Regions from separate parts of the Cricetulus griseus genome. Here region 2 is linked to region 1. Evidence: chromatin contacts called from public Hi-C data. All regions are on one chromosome and are shown on one strand. Each heading gives the region's core, a stretch centred on a gene start, on an enhancer-like site or on the middle of the called end of the contact. The rest is flanking DNA. Distances are from core to core; before and after follow the strand shown. Region 1 overlaps Hic2 (hypermethylated in cancer 2 protein). Region 2 holds the start of Ube2l3 (ubiquitin-conjugating enzyme E2 L3).

Region 1 (3,510 bases), core at 904-3,403:
AGAGAAACCCTATCTTGAAAAAAAAAACAAAAACAAAAAAAAGAGAGAGAAGGGCTTTCGGGAGGGGCCTCAGGAGAGGGCATTTTTAGACATGGGATAATTTTTTTCTTTTTTAAAATTAAAAAACAGATTTCTTATCTATGTGTGTACACTCTAGCATGGAAGTCAGAGGACAGCTTGTGGAGTTGGTTCTTTCCTAGCATGTGGTTCCGTTGAAGTCAGCAAACACCTTTGGCTGCTGAGGTAATCTTGCTGTCCCCTTTGCTGCTGTGTTTGGGATGAAATCCCGCATTTTATACATGTTGGGCAAACTCGCAGACTGGCTCTGACTTTGCCATCTGGTCTACTTGTAAAGTTAGACATACCCACTCCTGCACAAGACAGTCTGGCCTTACATTAGGACTGGGTGATGCTTCATGTGTAGTCTCTTGTGGGACCTGAATCTTCCAAAGCCCCGCCCCCAACTCTGCATTGTTAATAGAGCTGTGCAATGTTGGTACCCCTGTACTGGCTGCTTGGGGATCCCCCACCCCTAGGGTTTATCTGTATAGCCCTAACTGTCCTAGAACTCACTTTGTAGATCAGGCTGGCCTCACTCAAAGATCTGCTTGCCTCTTCCTCCTAAGATTAAAGGCATGGGCCACCACTCTTGTCTTCCTTTGGGAGTTTTATATAGAGCAGTCTCAGCTCAGCTTCCCTAGTAGGTTTTAGAGATTAGCTCTAGGAAATTAGGATATTATTACCAACATTGTGGCCAGATGATATGAGTATATATACGCATCTTTTTTGTTTTTCAAGACAGGTTTTCTCTATTGCTTTGGAGGTTGTCCTGGAACTCGCTCTGTAGATGAGGCTGGCCTCAAACTCACAGAGATCCATCTGCCTCTGCCTCCAGAGTTCTGGGATTAAAGGCATGCGTCACCAACACCCGGCCAGTATGTATACATCTTAAAGAATGTAGAGATTAATAGTGGAAAACCTACTTCAGATGAAGTCAATATCCTACTAATAATCTTAGCTCTTCCAGTGTCAAGTAGAAAGCAACCCTTCACCACAGTGTCTGGACACACCCTTTGAGACAGGATTTCTCTGTGTAACAGCCCTGGGTGTCTTGGAACTAGCTCTATAGACCAGGCTGGCCTCAAACTCACAGAGATCAGCCTGCCTTCTGGAGTGTTGGGATTAAAGGCGTGCAGCATCACTGCCCCGTGAAATTTATTTTATTTTTAATGAGTGTTTTTCCTTCGTGTATTCGTGCATACAGTGTTGTACTGGTACCTTCAGAGGTCAGAAAGGGGCATTGGATTGCTTGGAACTGGTAATGGTTGTGAGTAGTCACCACATGGGTTCTGAGAGTTGAAACTGGGTCCTCTCTGTAAGAACAAGTGCTCTTAACTCCAGAGGCACCTACCTCTTCAGCCCCTAGATTTACTTATTTTTAGTTACATTTGTGTGTGGGTGTGTGTGCATGAATATAGGTGCCTTCAGGGAACAGAGTTTTGGGGCACCATATAATTTGGCATTAAGGGCATTTGTTGAGCTGCCTGAAATGGATTCTGGGAATAGAAACCCAGGGGTCTTGTAGAAGAGCAACAAGAACTCTTAACTGCTGAGGCATCTCTCTAGCCCTTTCTTTTATTTTAGATTTTGGTTTGGAGACAAAGTCTTTCACTGAGTTTCTAGGCAGGCCTTAAACTTGTGATTTTCTTGCTTCAGTTTCCTGAGTGGCTTGTATCTGTTCAAGACCAGCCTGGTTTACAGAGTGAGTTCCAGGACAGCCAGGGCTACTCAGTGAAACCCTGTCTCAGGAAACCAAAAATAAATAAATAAACAAAAACAAATAGGCAGTTTATTTATTTTAAATTACTATCTATCTGAAACAAGGACTCTTATCTCTGATTATCCTAGAACTCACTGTTTTGACCAGACTGGCCTTGAAATCACAGAGATCCACCCCCCTCTGTTGGGATTACACGGGTGTGCCACCACACCCAGCTAAAATAATTTTAAAAATCCATCATTACTTTCTGGCATGGAATTTTTAGGCTTATGATTTTGCTGATTCTCATGACTCATACCTTTTCAAAGTTTGTCCCAGTCAGAGGTCATACTGTCATGGGCAGAGTGGGTTTTGGTGTCTTTGAGACAGCCTTACTCTGTAGTATAGGTTCACCTCAGATTTGTGGTGATCTTTAGGCTTCAGACACTCAGTGCTAGAGCTGTCGGCAAGCGTCATCATGCCTGCCTCACTTCAGCTTTTACCTGTGAGTGAAGAAGCTCTTTCTTAGGAAGATGATTACATAGAAAGATATGTTTTATAAAGTTTCAGAGACCCTCATAGGTTTTTAAATTTTACTTCTGTAGAGTTCCTACCTGATTTCCTACTTTGGCTGCTAGGGTTGGTTTTAGGGAAGCTGGAGTCTTGTCTCCCACAGCCTTGGGCTAGGTGGCTGCCTAGTGACTCAGCTGTGACATATACCTCCCTCTGGGGTTCAGTTATCTCATTTGAAGGATGTCCCCAGGCAGAAGAGATGGTTGTGATAGTCCTTCCAGCTGGGTGGCCAGGCTTCCTGGTGCCCTTTCAACTCCTTGCCTGTGGAATTTCTGCTTGCTTGCCTCTGTGCTGTCACTGCTTGTCCTTCCTTCTCTTTTAGTGTTGGAGTTTGAACCCACAGCTTCTCTCATGCTTGGCATGTCCTGTACCAGAACACCTTCTCTTTCTCTTTAATCCAGCACTTGGGAGGCTGAGACTGTTAGATAGAGAAACCCTGTCTCAAAAAAAAAAAAGTATTTACCCAGTGGTGGTGGTGACATTAATTCCAGCACTTGGAATCAGAAGCAGGCGGAAGTTCGAGGCTAGCCTGGTTTCTATAGTTCCAGGACAGCCAGGGCTACATGGTGAGACATAGTGTGTGCATGTGCGGAAGTGCACACAGTGCTTTTGGAGATGAGAGGATAGCTTTTGTAGGAGTCATTCCTCCTGGTGTTAAATCCAGCTTGCTGAGCTTGGTGCTAATGTGCTGAACCATCTCACCAGCCCAGAGCCTCTTCTCTTCAAGCCACCATGCCTTCTCTCTCTCTCTCTCTCTCTCTCTCTCTCTCTCTCTCTCTCTCTCTCTCTCTCTCTCTCTCTCTTCTCCCCCCCTTCTCCTCTCCCCTCCCCTGTACCCGATACGGGGTTTCTCTGTGTAGCTCTGACTGTCTTGGAACTCACTCTGTAGACCAGGCTGGCCTTGAACTTCATGTGTCTCTGCCTCCCAAGTGCCAGGATTAAAGGTGTGTGCTACTACCATCCAATTTTTCTTTAAACAAGGTCTCACTCCTGATTGTGCTGGACTTCACAAGAGATCCGGCCTGCCTTTGCTTTCCAAGTGCTGGGATTAAGGCTGTGCACCTCCACACCCTGGCTTGAATTTCTGCTTTCCATTGCCTAGGAGTTTTTTTTTTTTTTTTTTTTAAGATGTATTTATTTATGCATATGAGTGCTCTATTTGCATTCGTGCCTGCATG
Region 2 (3,458 bases), core at 918-3,417, 44 kb before region 1:
TCCACCTGAGTGGACCACACTGAACCCATACAGTATGGACTCTAACCTCCACATGAATGCTGTGGTACAACATATTATCCACACACATATAAAGAAAGAAATGTACTTTAAAGAAGTTAGGGTGCGGGCTGGAGAGATGGCTCAGCAGTTAACAGCACTGGTTGCTCTTCCAAAGAACCTGGTTCAATTCCCAACACCTGTAAGGCAGCTCATAACTGTCCGTAATTCCAGTTGGAGGGATCCAACACCCTCACACAGACCAGACATACATTCAGGCAAAAGACCAATGCACATAAAAATAAGCAAATTATTTTTTAAATTTTTTGTGGTTGTTTTGTTTTTTGGTTTTTTGTTTTTGTTTTTGTTTTTTTTTTTCCTTTTGGTTTTCAAGACAGGGTTTCTCTGGAACTCACTCTGTTAACCAGGCTGGCCTGGAACTCACAGATATCCCCTTACCTCTGCCTCTGGAGCGATGGGATTAAAGGCGTGCCCCACCACTGCCTAGCTTCTTTATTTTTTTTTTAATTTAAAGAAATTAGAATTAATTGTTACAGACAAAACCACAGAGGATTTTAGCCAGAAGTAAAGAATTAAGTGCTTGCTTTAGAAAAGAGCACTGGAGTCCAAGAAGGGTAGTCAGGGGAAAGTATTTAGAAGGGTACCCCAGAAAGGGTGGAAGAATTCAAGTCATTCCAATAAAGATAGGAAAAACAGCATGCATTCACATATCTTCCTAAACTGAAACCTACAAGGCTAGAGGGAAGCCAACTTTGGGGGGTTTGAACACGGAAGTGATTAGCATCCCTTTCATTTAGGAAAATGATGGGAGTGTCACTGGCAGAGCAGAGGAGGAGCTTGATCATAATTGTTTTGTGCCCACTTCCACTCTCGTTTCAGTTAAATGTTCTCTCTAGGTTTCAGTGAACAAATGTTTTCTTTTGTTTCCAGCGACTCCATCAACCAAATACAACTGGGGCCAGGAAGAAGCCCGGCTATCTGTTCTCAGGAGCCAGCTCCCGGACCTTTTGTATTTCCGGTCAGGCGGTAGCTGCGCCGCACTACCAGGTTGCACTCAAACACTGGCGGGGTTGTCTTTAGAGGATGTCGGAAAAACTACCAGTGAAAACCTGAAATCAATGGAGCACCTGTACGCCTCACAAAAAGGAGCCAATTAGTGAGATGACACTCCGCTACATTCAAGATACAAAGTGCGTACACCGTGTTATTTTTGTAAACTTTGGCCGGTTTTGATTCCAACGACAGAAGCCAACCCCCACCTCCCACCTCAAAAAAAAAAAAAAAATGTCACTTTGCTTCACCAGGGAAAGGAGATCGGGATGACTAAGAGGTTGATAGGAAGGAGAACCTCGCTGCGACGGGGGACGACCCCACGCCTTCCTAGAGTTGGAACTTGTCCGCTGTGTGACTCCGCAGTCACAAGGAGACAGTTTGCAAGAACCCAACACAATTTCAAAAGACCACCAACTAACTGACCTAACTTTGGCCGCCTGCCCTCCTCCTTCCTTTCCCGTCTCGGGCCTCGCAGCCTCCCGGTCCCGGAGCTGTGGGCTGGCGGAATGGGGCTCAGAGTCCGGCGACCGCGGCCCAGGACCGGGCGGCTCCGCGGCGCGGACTCCCAGCCGGGGCTCCGGCTTTCTTCCCCGAGGGCGCCCAGCTTGGGGCCTCCAGGCCCGGCCCACACATCAACGGCGTCCTCGACCCGGACCGCGGCCGCTGCGACGGAGGGCCCGGCTCCGCTCCGGGAGGAGGGGGCGCGAGAACTGCCCAAGCTGATCCGAGGGGCCGGCGGCGGCGGCTCCCGGCGCGGCCTTGCGCTCCCGCCCAGGCTGCGGCCTAGGCGGCCCCGTTAGATCTGTCCTCCACACGCGGCACAGCGGCACTGAGGGCCACGCAACGAGGGATGGAGGGTGGCGACGCCCCAAGGAGCCGCGGCCCGCCGTGGGGGTCCCGGCCCGGGGACGCCGCCCCCCGCCTGGCCAGCGCCAGAGAATGGCTTTTACCTTCATCAGCCTCCTGCTGGCCGCCATCTTGGATCTGGTGCTGCTGCTTTCCCAAAATGCATCGCGGTAGGCCAGGCGGCTAGAACCCCCTCACTTCCTGGAACGGGGGAGGGGCGAGCCGGGAAGAGCGCGGAACAGAGAAACGCGCCTACTGTGTGCCGATCCCAGTGGTGGGAGAGTTGTGTGTAGACGTCTACAAGGGACCTGGACAATTTAAAGACCTTTGCCTCTTGCAGCCTCCAATCCGACGGACAACACATACCGTGCCTGGCACGTAGTAGGCGCACTATACATGTGTACACAACAATTGAATAATCAAGATTATTTTAGACACTGATAAACATTGTGAAGTAAAACTGGGAGATGAGAAAGTTACTGTGGGACCGAAGACGTGATACAGTTGGTCAAGTGCCTGCACGTGCAAGTAGGACCTGAGTTTGGATACCCACATGAAAAGCTAGCGTAGTCCCCTGCATTAGGGGAGGGTAGATACAGGCAGATCTCTGAAATTCTTTGTCTAACTAGTGAGCCTCAGATGCAAGGAGAAAACCAGTGAAGTGCAAGCATAGAAAAACATGTGTGGACCTCAGGTCTTCCTGTGTGTGTGCGCGCGTGTGTGTGTGTGTGTGTGTGTGTGTGTGTGTGTGTGTGTGTGTATTCGAGTACACACACTAACTTTCAAATACAGCCTCCCACACAAAAGTAACTGCAAGGATCTACTTTCATGAAGGCTCACTGAAGAAACTGTATGAATAAGAGAGAGCAGAGCAGCCAAACATAAGTGGATTATGCCTTTAATTCTGGCATTTGGGAGGTGGAGGCAGGCAGGACTAGCCAGCCTAGGCTACATAGTATGACCCTATCCACTATCTCAAAAATAGTAATAGCTACCAAGAGTAGTATCACACACTTGTAATCTCATAATTTTAGCAGTCTAGAGAATGAAGCCAAAAGATCCAAAGAGAAAGAAACTACTACATGGTAACCCCCAGCAGTGCTTTTGCCAGTGAGGAGGTTTTGTTGAGGGAGACTGAGATGTAGATAAGGTCTTTTGTAGCCCAGGGTGGCCTCAAAATTCACTGTCTAACTAAAGATGAACTTAACCTCCTGATCCTCTTTCTTCCTCAAGTGCTGAGAGTGCCTTTGAGTCACCTGTACTCCTCTAAGTTACTTCAATAAACACATTAAAAGGAATCTTTTGGTCTTTTGGTGCCCTTTCTATCTAGTCTCCCCAAGAGAAATCGCTTAACACCAGGATCTTACCCCATGTCTCAAGAAAGCTGGGGCTCTAAGGAGAGAAATAAGAAATACAGAGCTGGTAATGTGAGGCAACTGAGATGTGAGGGGAATGCCTTGCTATCATTTAGCAGGCTTTTGTTGTTGTTTTGTTTTGTCTTGAATTCAGAGTTTCTCTGTGTAGCTTTGTAGACTAGGTTG

What was found. Hi-C and Micro-C count contacts between places; a contact is called where the count stands out from the background.
Region 2: a contact with region 1 is called in a Hi-C map of the CHO-K1 cell line, with 4 times the contacts expected there. The contact joins the promoter of Ube2l3 here to the enhancer-like site in region 1. A contact is called at or near these places in 2 of 8 Hi-C or Micro-C datasets (the CHL-YN cell line and the CHO-K1 cell line).

The regions. Positions count from the first base shown.
Region 1 is chr4:72,081,439-72,084,948 of CriGri-PICRH-1.0, reverse strand. The region is part of intron 1 of Hic2 (hypermethylated in cancer 2 protein); the gene reads left to right. Among named protein-coding and RNA genes, the nearest start is that of Hic2, 12 kb to the left of the region's middle. Within about 2 kb of position 2,153, at least 2 of the 6 cell types and tissues checked have open chromatin away from gene starts, as enhancers often do. A contact at or near this core is called in the CHO-K1 cell line, where this site is marked.
Region 2 is chr4:72,125,254-72,128,711 of CriGri-PICRH-1.0, reverse strand. It overlaps Ube2l3 (ubiquitin-conjugating enzyme E2 L3), which reads right to left and starts at 2,167. Exons shown (of 4, transcript XM_027413208.2): 1 at 2,022-2,167. The coding sequence starts at 2,048.